Regions from separate parts of the Mus musculus genome. Here regions 1, 3 and 4 are each linked to region 2. Evidence: chromatin contacts called from public HiChIP or PLAC-seq and promoter capture Hi-C data. All regions are on one chromosome and are shown on one strand. Each heading gives the region's core, a stretch centred on a gene start, on an enhancer-like site or on the middle of the called end of the contact. The rest is flanking DNA. Distances are from core to core; before and after follow the strand shown.

Evidence for each region. HiChIP or PLAC-seq counts read pairs in DNA pulled down with a chosen protein or histone mark. Capture Hi-C pulls out chosen DNA fragments and counts their contacts.
Region 1: a contact with region 2 is called in an H3K4me3 HiChIP or PLAC-seq map of embryonic forebrain, with 2.4 times the contacts expected there. The contact joins the promoter of Mpnd here to the promoter of Vmac in region 2. A contact is called at or near these places in 2 of 484 Hi-C or Micro-C datasets (memory CD8 T cells and regulatory T cells), 3 of 115 datasets of contacts at active chromatin or transcription factors (embryonic forebrain, large pre-B cells and pancreatic cancer cells) and 2 of 9 other capture datasets (adipose tissue and liver).
Region 3: a promoter capture Hi-C map of adipose tissue shows a contact between it and region 2, with 4 times the contacts expected there. The contact joins the promoter of Ubxn6 here to the promoter of Vmac in region 2. A contact is called at or near these places in 9 of 39 promoter capture datasets (the C10 cell line, the SN4741 cell line, cranial neural crest and 5 more), 11 of 484 Hi-C or Micro-C datasets (B cells, CD4 T cells, CD8 T cells and 7 more), 13 of 115 datasets of contacts at active chromatin or transcription factors (the SCID.adh cell line, Th17 cells, Th2 cells and 8 more) and 5 of 9 other capture datasets (adipose tissue, embryonic stem cells, liver and 2 more).
Region 4: an H3K27ac HiChIP or PLAC-seq map of regulatory T cells shows a contact between it and region 2, with 4 times the contacts expected there. The contact joins the promoter of Tnfaip8l1 here to the promoter of Vmac in region 2. A contact is called at or near these places in 8 of 39 promoter capture datasets (the 3T3-L1 cell line, the C10 cell line, the SN4741 cell line and 4 more), 9 of 115 datasets of contacts at active chromatin or transcription factors (astrocytes, bone marrow-derived macrophages, embryonic stem cells and 5 more) and 2 of 9 other capture datasets (adipose tissue and liver).

The regions. Positions count from the first base shown.
Region 1 is chr17:56,007,839-56,010,814 of GRCm38.p6, reverse strand. Mpnd (MPN domain containing) reads right to left here and starts at 1,614. Exons shown (of 13, transcript NM_026530.5): 1 at 1,559-1,614; 2 at 1,229-1,485; 3 at 302-538. The coding sequence starts at 1,565. It overlaps Stap2 (signal transducing adaptor family member 2), which reads left to right and starts at 2,679. Exons shown (of 14, transcript NM_145934.3): 1 at 2,679-2,976.
Region 2 is chr17:56,715,465-56,718,214 of GRCm38.p6, reverse strand. It overlaps Vmac (vimentin-type intermediate filament associated coiled-coil protein), which reads left to right and starts at 1,294. Exons shown (of 2, transcript NM_178926.3): 1 at 1,294-1,581; 2 at 2,398-2,750. The coding sequence starts at 1,391. The coding sequence ends at 2,731. It overlaps Ndufa11 (NADH:ubiquinone oxidoreductase subunit A11), which reads right to left and starts at 453. Exons shown (of 4, transcript NM_027244.1): 1 at 273-453. The coding sequence starts at 375.
Region 3 is chr17:56,073,705-56,076,716 of GRCm38.p6, reverse strand. It overlaps Ubxn6 (UBX domain protein 6), which reads left to right and starts at 1,691. Exons shown (of 11, transcript NM_001379361.1): 1 at 1,691-1,881. The coding sequence starts at 1,799.
Region 4 is chr17:56,160,885-56,163,824 of GRCm38.p6, reverse strand. Tnfaip8l1 (tumor necrosis factor, alpha-induced protein 8-like 1) reads right to left here and starts at 1,334. Exons shown (of 2, transcript NM_025566.3): 1 at 1,219-1,334.

The sequences.
Region 1 (2,976 bases), core at 365-2,864, 710 kb after region 2:
CCTGGCTGTACTACTTCGGGTGAGACTGACTGTCTCGGAGCCCTGTCTCTCCCCTGACAGTCTCCCTGCAGCAGTTCCCTCTGCCAATAGTATTCATGACCCCCACCTCCTTCAGGATCAAAGCCCAAGTCCTCCGGGCAGCCCAGGAGGCCCTCCTGGCCTTGCTTGCCCCTCCCTGCCTTCCTCCTTCCCGTGCTTCAGAATTCAGGCCGTCTTGCTGAATCACATCAGACTCTATCTTGCCCCACGGCCTTTGCAACCTCATCCCCACAGCGCAAGGTGGAAGGCACGTACTTCCTACCTCATCGGCCGTAGCTACAGGCATATGTAGCTGGTGCCGGCGAAGCCAGGCGGCCTTGTATTTGTCCAGCTTCTGGCCCTTGTACTTGACAGAGGCCCAGCCACAGCCAGATTTCTTGGCTGGGTTGACGAGCTTCTTGCAGTGTGTGGCCCAGGCGCTGGGTGAGTTGAAGACTTGTCCAGTTTCCTGCCACACGATCCTGCCATCCAGCTGCAGGTCCCCAGTAAACTTCCTGCCCTGCAGCGACAGAGGGGGCTGAAACACTTCAGTCCTAGTGATTCCTAACTCCTTTCTCCCTGAGGCTTGGCGTCCTTGTTCTTCTAAGGCTCCCAAGAGGTACTGTCACAGGAACTCCATCTTTCACACCAGTACTCCTGGCACTCCACACCCAGATGCACAACTTTAAAATTAAGTAATGGCAGCCAGAGCAGGCATAACGGCCCAGGCCTGTCAGCCCAACTACTGGGGAAGCTGAGGCAGGAAGCACACAACTTCAGAACCTGCTTGGAATACTTAATAAGACTGTTCTCAGAGGTAGAACTCCTGCCTAAAATTCCCAAGTGAGGGGTTGGTTGGGTGCAAGGTCAGGAATTGACCCCCTGCTTAGAATCCCGCAGTGAGGGGGCTGGGGGCATAGTCAGGGGTAAAGCTCCCTTCCATTCTTGGTATCACAAAGAGTTTTTTGGGCGATCATTTTAAATAACAGTACACAGTTTTGAAGCCATCATCTTCATAGAGAGCCTGGGAAGGAAGGCCTCATTTTACAGATGGGGAAGCCGCAATCACACAGATTGGTTGCCCGCGGACACACCCAGATGGCAGTGGTTATAGCTATGTGGCATTGTGATTAACACGGTTCCTCTGGGCTTCAGTTTCTCTTTATACGCTAGCAGTGGAGGACATGAACGGTCTCCGGGGGTCGCTCACCAGGTAGTAGATGGATAGCACCCCCTCACCGGGCTCCAGCAGCTCGTCTTTGAGCAGCACCCGAAGCGTGACCGCGCGCCTCGTGAGCGCGCCCCCTAGGGCCATCCCAGGCCCTGCCGTGCCGCCTCCGCTGCCACCGAGGCTGCCGCTGCGCCCTCCGCTACCCGTCCCGCGCTCGGGGTCCTCGGCCTCCGCGTCGTCCTCATCCTCCTCCGGCGCCTCCTCGGCCGTGGCCCCGGGAGACAGAGACTCGGGAGCTGCAGCGAAATAGCAACTGGCTGCAGAGGTCGCGTCCCGCTGCCCCGTCCCCGCCTGCGCGGACCATCCTACCTGCCATGGACGCTGTGTCCCGGCACAGCCTCCTCCGAGTGAACGGGCTCCTCCCCGCGCGGGGACACAGCAGTCTATTGGTTACTGAAAATGGGTGGGGAGGTTTGGCCCGCCGGGGGCGGAGGGGATACGGAGCGGTTGGGTTGTGCTTGCACTGGAGTTGGAGCGATCCGGTGCAATTTGGCGAAACTAAAGCTGGAGGTTGGGGGAGACCTGGAGAAGGAAACAGGCCCAGGACCTTCTCATTCAGGGACTAGAGATACCATACTCGAGGCCACCAGCTACTAGGTTGCAACTTTGATCCCTGAGCAGGAGTGGCTCAGCTTTCAGGAAAGAGATGGAAACCTTAGGTCTTGGGCCTGCCCACGCGCAGTTAAAGAAATGAGGGAAGACCTTGGGACACAAGGGAAACTGAAGCAGATGGTGAACTAGAGGGAAAAACAGACTCAGGACGCCGCCCCCCATCCCCTGCTCTCAGGGGGACTATACTCCCTTAGTGGGGCTGCATCCTGGAGCTCATGATTCCCTCAGCCTACAGCAGCGATGAAGGAAGCTGCTAGTGAGGCTAGTGCGCTAGCTAAAGGCAGAGCCCTTGATGGTTGGGAGCAGGGAAGAAACAGGTTTGTAAGAAATGTAGAGCCGCTTTAGGAAAGCAGCTGCGCGTTATAGCTGGATCGAAAGGTCTGAGCCTGGCCAGCTTTAGCCTTTCTAGGGTTAACTCAGCCCAATGGCAGTTCTCATCAGCCAATCACCAGGTGCCTCCAGCATCCAATCAGCGACAAGGGATGGTTCCCACTCAGCCAATCGGCGTTCACGTGTAATCAGCGAGCGGGAAGGGGCGGTGTTACTAGGCGCCCAAGGCCCTGGGCCTTTGTTCTCATCCTGATTTGTCCTTCATCACAGATTACCCCAACCCAGGGAGGTCTGAAAATCCGGGTGGCCTCAAACTGGGGAAAGAGGCAGGATGCTCTGGAAAGGTCTGAGTAATGAGAATCATTCTTTTTTTTTTTTAAGATTTGTTTATTTATTTATTATATGTAAGTACACTGTAGCTGTCCTCAGACACTCCAGAAGAGGGAGTCAGATCTCGTTATGGATGGTTGTGAGCCACCATGTGGTTGCTGGGATTTGAACTCCTGACCTTCGGAAGAACAGTCGGGTGCTCTTACCCACTGAGCCATCTCACCAGTCCGAGAACCACTCTTCCCTTAGCCCAGGCCACCAGACTTTGGGCTCCATAGTTTACCGCTTCCAAGTCCCGGCACAATATGCAGGTCTAACCATCTTGTAAACAGGCAAAGCCTTGAGAGAGGCTCCAAGTTCTGCTCACTGGACGTTTTCATCCTGTTTATCTTCCACCTCGATCCAAAAGGGACTTTTCTATGATGTAACTACTGCCACATCCTATCCTTGCGCTA
Region 2 (2,750 bases), core at 45-2,544:
GTCTTCAAAAACTCCGATGACCCGATCACCCCTTAACCCTAAAAACTCCTGACGACGCTGAAATGACCTTCACATTTTCTCCAGCTTTTGCTCCCTGATATTGACCTACGACCTCTGAAGCCCCTAGGCACTGACGAGTCTACGCCCCTCAAAAGTCTCAACCTCTTCCGCCTTTACAGCCATTGCGCCCCGGCGCCCCAGGGACCTCCGCGCGCCCTCTGACCTTTGCTTCCAGACCTCCGCCCTCCGCCCGCCCACCGGCCCGCGCTCACCGCAAATGCCGCCTAAGGCCGTGGTGATGTAGGTCTTGCGATGACACTGGGTGCCGTCGGGGACCTCATGGTAAGATTCAAAGAACCGCTTCACCATCGCCATACCTAGCTGGGCTTGCTCGGCCGACCCTAAAGCGTCTGGGCGAACTCAAGGGTAGCCGGCTAGGTCAACTCTCGCGAGGTTTCCAGCGCGCAACTTTATTGAACGCCTTGGACGCAGACAAGGCGTGCGCGCATGCGCGCAGTGCAGGTTTGTACCGAGGTCTTATTAATCCCGTAGCAAGATCTGTGTCGTGCTCGGTCCACAAGTGAATCTGGACAGAGACGCCCGTGACGTCAGGAAAGGTAAACTGAGGCCATGAAGAAAAACGCCTCCAGCCCTAGCGAAGACGAGGTTTCTAGTACGGAGAATGTTGATAGTGCATCCAAGGATGGGATTGACAGGTCGCAGGACAGCCATTACACTGTCAGGCAGGTCAGCGATCGAAACTAACAGAAGGTAGGACAATCGCAGGGCAGATATTACAGCGCGAGGCTAGTGATACCCTAGTTAGCCGGAGCTGCACGGACGCGGCGGGACACAGCGCAAAAGCGGTTGGCTCGTCAGGGATCCGGACTGTGTAGGGGTGTGGTTTCATGCCCATCTCAATCAGGACCGCGTGTAACTATTTGGGGGCGTGGCCAGGCTGGGGGCAAGGGGACCAATCGTGAGGATTTAGCGTGAGGATTATAATTGACGGAGACCAGGCCCACTCTGCTTTGGTTTTAAGTCCTCGCTGCACTCGCAGGCACAGCCACACTCAGGAGCTGGTCCTGAAAGGGACGTGAACATTGGCTACGGGGCGTGGCCGCACTTAGTCCTGCCCCTGGTAGAAACGTGGCCAATAGTGAGAGCCCAAGAGGAAGCACACGCCTTCCTCCGGGGGGCGTGTCTTTCTTGACGTCACTTCGAAGTTGGGCGGGGCCTCTTGAGAAGGTTTAAATTAATGCAGCGGCAGCCTGGCAGCTGCATGTGAGGGAGGGGGTGGGGGGTGGGGGTCGGGCTCAGGGGCGGGGCTTCTTGCGTTGTGGGCGTGACCCGACAGGGCGGGGTGGGGCCTGCACGGCAGCCGGGGGCCATGTCTGCGCCGCCACCTCTGCAGATCCGGGAGGCGAACGCGCACCTGGCCGCCGTGCACCGACGCGCAGCGGAGCTGGAGAGGCGGCTGCTGGCGGCTGAGCGCACGATTGGTGCGCAGGCCGAGCGCCTGGCCTGCCACGACCAGCACCTGCGCGCCGCCCTGGATGAGCTGGGTCGCGCCAAGGACCGGTGAGGCCCTGGAGGAGGCCCGGCGGACATCCCAAAGGAGGCGGGTGGAAAGGGCTGGGAACCGAGAGCAAAAATTTCCGGAGCACTAAATGCCCGGCATCACAGCACTAGGAGGGCTGAGACTGGAGGATCAGGAGTTCGGGCCATCCTCGACTACATGGGGACTTTAGAGTATAGCCTGGGTTACTTGAGAGCATTTCAAACTGTTAAAATGAAGCCAGCTGTCCCACCCACAAGGCCGAGTCTGCCGGTAGGTGCAAGAGTATTGTGTCTGATGATCGAAGGAAGCTGCTGGGTAGGGGCCCACATCGGTAGACAAAGGCACAGAACACCCCTATATAGAATAGTCAGATCTGTGACAACCATTTGTGACCATGCGGAAGTCCTACCGAAGGACACACAAAACTGGCACTGTTTTGTTTTTTGAGAGAAGGCTGGCCTTAAAGGCACTATGTAGCTTTCAACCCCTGATCCTTCTGCCTCCATCTCTCGAGTGCTGGGATGACAGAGCGCCAGGCCTGCTGTGGGGCTGAGGGTGCTTTACCAATGACATCAATGGCTCTGTGTATAAAGACACTCGCCACTAAGAATGACAAAGAATTTGATCCCATGGGGCAGGAGGAGCGAACCAACTCTTGAAAATTGTACCTTGACTTCCACATGTTTGCTGTCACATGTGTGCGCCTATGCACATAAACAAGCACACAAAGAAGTAGTGCAGGAGGAGACATAGGGAGTCTCAGAGGATTCTGGAGCAGGTAGATGCCCCCACCCCCACCCCCTGTAGGTAACTACCTTATTTGGTCCTCTTACCAGGGAGATATCTGCCCTCCAAGAGCAGCTGCTGAGCTCTGAGGCCACAGTTCGCAGCCTGCAGGCCGCAGTGGACCAGAGGGACCAGATGATCCAGCAGCTACAGCCTCGGGCTGACCTGCTGCAGGACATCACTCGCCACCGACCACCCCTGGCCGCACTGTTGGCCACCCTGGAGGAGGCAGAGGAACTGGGCCCCTTGCCGGCCAGCCACAGCCATAGGGCCCAGCTACTTCCTGATGGGCCTGGCCCACCCCTGGGCAACAACATGGGAAAGGAGGAGGGCCAGGACGACCAGGACGACCAGCAGCCTGCTGTGTTTGGGACCACGGTGTGAGCTGTCCTGACAGATCTCA
Region 3 (3,012 bases), core at 442-2,941, 640 kb after region 2:
TCAGATCTCATTACGGATGGTTGTGAGCCACCATGTGGTTGCCGGGGGATTTGAACTCAGGACCTTTGGAAGAGCAGTCAGTGCTCTTTACCCACTGAGCCATCTCACCAGCCCTGGAACATTTATTAAACATTTCCTGGCTGCCTTTTTTTTTTTTTTTAAGATTTATTTGTTGGCGGGCATGGTGGCGCACGCCTTTAATCCCAGCACTCGGGAGGCAGAGGCAGGTGGATTTCTGAGTTCGAGGCCAGCCTGGTCTACAAAATGAGTTCCAGGACAGCCAGGGCTATCCAGAGAAACCCTGTCTCTCAAAACAACAACAACAACAACAAAAAGGTTTGTTGGGGCTGGTGAGATGGCTCAACGGTTAAGAGCACTGACTGCTCTTCCAAAGGTCCTGAGTTCAAATCCCAGCAACCACATGGTGGCTCACAATCATCCCTAACAAAAATCTGATGCCCTCTTCTGGAGTGTCTGAAGACAGCTACAGTGTACATACATATAATAAATAAATAAATAAATAAATAAATAAATAAATAAATAAACAAATCTTAAAAAAAATTATTTGTATGTGAGTACACTGTTGCTCCCTTCAGACAAACCAGAAGAGGGCACTGCATCCCATTATAGATGATTGGGAGTCATCATGTGGTTGCTGGGAATTGAACTCAGGACCTCTAGAAGATCTTATCCGCTGAGCCATCTCTCCAGCCCACATCCTGGCTGCCTTCTTTAAGGTGCTCCACTCCTCTCTTCACTGTAGCTCTTGGAAACCTGTCTTCCACAGTTCTCATCAAATGCCTCCATTGCTCTCCTCCAGCCATGGGGCTTGTTTCCTTGAAATCACCAGGGTGTCCCATCCTTCAGCTTTGTGCATTTTTGGATCTAATGGTTGGCAAAACTAATAAAATTATTAACAGCCTGGGTAGCCCACAAAGCTGCTTTATCTCTGACAAATTTCACACCAACACAGACGAAAGCTTGCCCATAGGCACTTCAGTTACATGATCCAAAGACCACAATGCCATGCGCATTAGGGTAGAATTACATGCACACAGACAGGGGGTGCAGAAGAGCTCCTGGAATCTCAAGTTTGTGTCCAATGACCCACTTCCCCCCTTCTTTCTAATGAGTGACCATTAACAGTGAAGTATATGATTTTGGGGGTCTCTTGCACAGTCACAGTGATTCTGATCTAGATGATGGCTGTTTTTCACATGAACAGTAGTGTTCTAAAAAGCCTGAGTCCAGAGCATCCAACTTTTTGTTGTGTGTACACACCACACGAGATGGAAGTGTTGGAGGAGATTAAACTCAGCTTTGCACATGTTGAGCAAGCCCTGTACCAACTGCGGTCTCTGCTTTGACCTTGCCTGTACCAATCTCTCTGTCGGCTCCTTCTAGCTTGTCTCTCCCAGAGCAGATTTCAGGCTCATGCACAGTACATTCATACTCATTTTCTCTGTAGTATGGACTGGCCTTGAACTCCTGACATCCACCCTGGTTCCAGTAGCTCTGGGTACTCTTCTAGGCTGCTCGCTGTTTGGATGCTCTCTTTAAGCTCCCCTGGTGGCTGCTGCGGTCTTAAGGGAGGCGAGCCTGTCGCCCCGGCAACGGCGTCCGCAGACAGGAAGATGGCGCCCCGCCCGCGCGAGGTGCTGCAAGGCGATTGTCACGTGAACCAGGCGGGACTTCCGTCGCCGCGATATTTTCTTTCCGGTGGTTGGCCGCCTGCTCCTCATCCACCCGGGCCCTGCGCCCTCCGCCCTGCGGCCCAAGCCGCCGGGCCGCTGCCGCCATGAAGAAGTTCTTCCAGGAAATCAAGGCTGACATCAAGTTCAAGAGCGCGGGGCCCGGCCAGAAGCTTACGGATTCCGCAGGGTATGTGACGCTGGTTGGGCGACGGAGAGGGCGAGGGCCAGGGGGCAAAAAGGGCCGGCGGTTGGGTGTCAGGGTCTTTCTAGGCTATGCTTAGCAGGAGTAGATTGGTGGGTGGGGTGTGGAAGATTGTAAGGCAGGGGCGGAGCCTACAATGAGGGCGGGGCGTTGTAGCAGTGGTGGGCGGGGCAGAAGGGAGGGCAGTTGTGTGGTGTAGCACGGGTGGGCGGGGCGCTAAGGGTAGGCGTGGGCGGTCGTGGCCAGGGCGCGTTGGTCACTGCTTAGAGACTCTTGGTTCTGGGTGGTGAGAAGGGACGGGGCAATGCCCAGAATTTAGCTAAGAGAAGAGCCGCCTAAAGGTGTGGCCTTGGCGAAATGTGGGTAGGAAGGACCTAAGAGAAGGTGTGGGAAGAAGGTCTGTGAGAGATGTTAAGACTTCTTTGTAGGTTGTGTGGTAATCTGGGAGGGGTTGGGGAGTGAGAGAGGATTATAGAAGGATCTTGGAGGAGTGTGGAAACCAGAGAGGCCCAGACCCAGAATGTTGTTGAGTGGTTGGGGTGACAGGTGAAGATGGGATCTCTGTGGGGGCCTTGGCAACTCCGGGTCTTCCAGGAGTACTTTCCTGGAGTTCTTTCCGGAGAACTTTGTGTTCTGGAGAGGGAGGTAAGGCATGTTGGAGCTGCTCAGAAGGGGTGAAGTAGAGATTGGAGACAGCTACAGGCTACCAGGGAGTAGTCTGCAGGAAGTATATGTGGAGGAAAATGACAACCAGCGACTGGGGCTGAATGTGAGGAGAAGGAGGGGCCTGCAAGCCAGGGCTAGAAGGGAGGTAAACACACCAGGGTACAGCTACAAATAGTGGGGCAGTTTCAATGATGAGAGGAACATGGAGGTTCAAAGGATCCTCAGGCCAGAAGTTGGAGGGGATGGTCCAGTGTCCGTGATCTGTGTGTGATCTATAAAAGTAAATGTCACTTTTATTTCCTCAGATGAAGTGATGAGAGCTGCAACCATGCTCTGTGAACACAACACACTGCTTGGGCTGAGCTCAGAGCATTATCCATGTTCTAACAACTATCCCAGGAAGCTTCTAGCATCTGTACAATCTAATTAACCAAGCTGACTAATTCAATT
Region 4 (2,940 bases), core at 85-2,584, 550 kb after region 2:
ACGCACAAAGGTCTCAAGTGCAAGGACATTCCATGTGGAGAAGAGGCGGCCACTTTGAGGTCCCAGGACAGAAAAACAGGAAGTTTGGCACTCAAAGCCTACATTCCTGTTCTCTCTCTCTCTCTCTCTCTCTCTCTCTCTCTCTCTCTCTCTCTCTCTCTCTCTTTCTCTGTTGGCTGTTGTTTGTTACAGGATCTCTATACATAGTTATGGCTAGCCTGGAACTCACTTTGTAGACCTGGCCTCAAACTTACAGGCATCCACCTGCCTCTATTCTAAGCACTGGGTAAATGGGTAAATGTCCTGGTATATGTTGTGTTTGGGCCGGAACCCAAGGCCTCTTGCTTACTAGGTGAGCACTCTACGCACTGGGCTACACCCTAGGGTCCCTTTTGTTTTAGAGACAGCCTCGGTGTGTAGCCCACCCTGGCTCAGCCTCTCTTTTGTCTGTTTAAGCACCCCCAAGAAGCCTCAGGGAGTCACGAAACAACTGTCCCAAGTCAGACAGGGAAACTGAGGCTTATAATTAAGTTACTTGTTCAAGTGAGTCAGGTTTGTCTGAGCTGTGTCCTAACCCCAAGGCAAGGTGTTCAGAGGCGTCACAGCCTGGAGCTCGGGAAGTGACCCAGAGGCCTGTTTCCAGTTTAGTGTTCCACCCTGTCCCTCTCCAGCCCCGCTGCTCACAAAGGTGACAAACCAGAATATGGTTCTGGAGACAGTGTCTCCATCTCTCTGGCCATCCGCAGCCCATATTCTGGACCCCAGTTTATCCTCCAAACCAACACTGAAAGAGCCAGGAGGCTGCAGACCTGGATCAGGTCACCTGCCAATTATGTGACAGCCACTGTCCCAGTTCCCAGATGGTAAAACTGAGTTCAAGCCCTCGGGCAATGGGAAGCTTGAAGTGCCAGTCCCAGTCAGGGTAACCCTGCACCAGCCAGAGCCACAGTGGGGTCCAGCTGGCTACCTCAGAGAATACCTAGACCATTCTGGAGTCAGGCTGCACACTTGTACAGAGCCAAGTCCATCAAGTGTCCTCTTGAGGACATGTGTTAGGACTATTACAGTAGCCCACAGCAACCTGCTCACAACACCCATGCTCCCACAGTCAGTAATAGGTATACAGAGGAAACTGAGGCGGGATATACAGAGGACGGTGTGGGGATAGGAGGGGACGGAAAGAACCCAGGATAGCCAATGCAGGACCCCATCGCTCACCTGCTCCTCGGGATGTGTCAAGCCTTCAGTTTTCTGTAGGTGCCTCTGTGGGGCCAGAGGCATTGGCCGCTGGATCTGAGCCCGGCCGCTGGCTAGGAGGCCACGCCCCCGAGAAAGGGCTCGCCCCCTCTAAACGCTCACTGGCTCAGCAAATGGTAGCGCACAGGCAGTGTACGAAGGAGCCAATGGCAGCAAGCCTCTGCCAGGAGGTGGGAGGCATGACGCGGGCGTGGGCGAGGGCGTGGTCTGCGGCCGGGAGATTCCTCCGGAATAGCGCCGGCGCTGGGTGCCCAGCGCAAGGGATGCCGTGGCGGGAAAGTGTTGGAAGGAAGAGGAAGGAGACTGAGACAGAGAAAAATGGGGTATACGTGCACCGCGCGACAGAGATCTGAGAGGCCAAAGCGAAGAGAGGCGCCTCCGCGAGACACCTGCATCCCTCTGAGCGGGTCTCAGTTTACCCACTAGGTAGTTAGAGTGTCACCTGGGACTCCCATGACAAATGCACCCCAACATTTGCCTTGCAACAATTTTGGGGTTCCTGAGTACTGCGGAGACTCTCTTTCAGTTGGTGTCTCTGGAGTAAGGGGGGAGGCACTGTGATGACCTCCCTGACAGAGGCCAGACAGGGCCAGCTACCTCCCAGGGGGCAGCTGTGAGACCTGGAAAATCAGTCTGGGAGTGATTCCCACACTCCCACCACCCCCAACCCATCCCCAACACCCCCACCTTACTCCAAACTCCACCCCAACTCAACCACGGGTCTGCACTTCCTGTGCCTGGATGGCCCTGTCACAGCAAGGACACTTGGAAAAGCCTCATCTGCCATCTTCCCTCTTCAGAAAGCCCCCTCAGGTGTTTGCTGACTGCATTCTAACCTTCCTTGCATGAGCCTTAACACACAAAACTAAATCCAGGCTTTTGAGAGATAGAAATTGAGACCCAGAGAAACCTTAAGTGACTTGCCTAGAGCAGCACAGACCCAAGTGGCTTTCCTGATTTCAGATTGTCTGTGCTCTGGGCCAGGAACTTACAAGTTCAGTAGCCATCCCAGCTCTGCCGGGTGCTGAACATGGCCTCTATCTGCTCTGTACCAGGAGCTCACCCTTGTGACAGCCACACAGGACCCTAGACAGAGCTCAGTATCAAAGACAGAGACCACAGCTCTAGGTTTTTCATACCCCAGTATGAGCCAGGGCAATTAGTGTGTTTTTGAGGTGTGTGGGGGGAAGCAGGTGTCACTGAAGCAGGTTTGGGGGCTTCTGATTTTTGAGCACTTAGAGTCTGAGGAACCCACAGATATCATAGGTGTGATAAAGTGGGGATCAAACCCAGCTGTGTGGGTTCAGGGCTAGAGCCTACCCCTCCCACTTGCCTAGAGTCCCGTGGTGAGAGGCTGGGTCGTGGACAGGGTGGAGCCTCTGCCTAGAATTCCCCAGTGAAGCCTTGAGTGGGCTCTTGTGAGGATGTGGACTGTCTTCCCTGGCTCTGCCAGTGTCTCCCTCACCAGGTCCTCACAGAGTCTAGCAGAGGTGCTCTGGTGCGCTTGATCCTCTAGATCAAGTGGGCAAGGGGGCATGGGCGGAGGTAGAATTATTTCCTAGCATGCAGGAAGCCCTAAGCCCCTACCCAGCTTAGAAGCAGTAGTAAATAATAATAATAATAAACAACTTACAAATTGTCTGTAAGGATGAGGGGACACACACCGGACCATATAGAAAACAA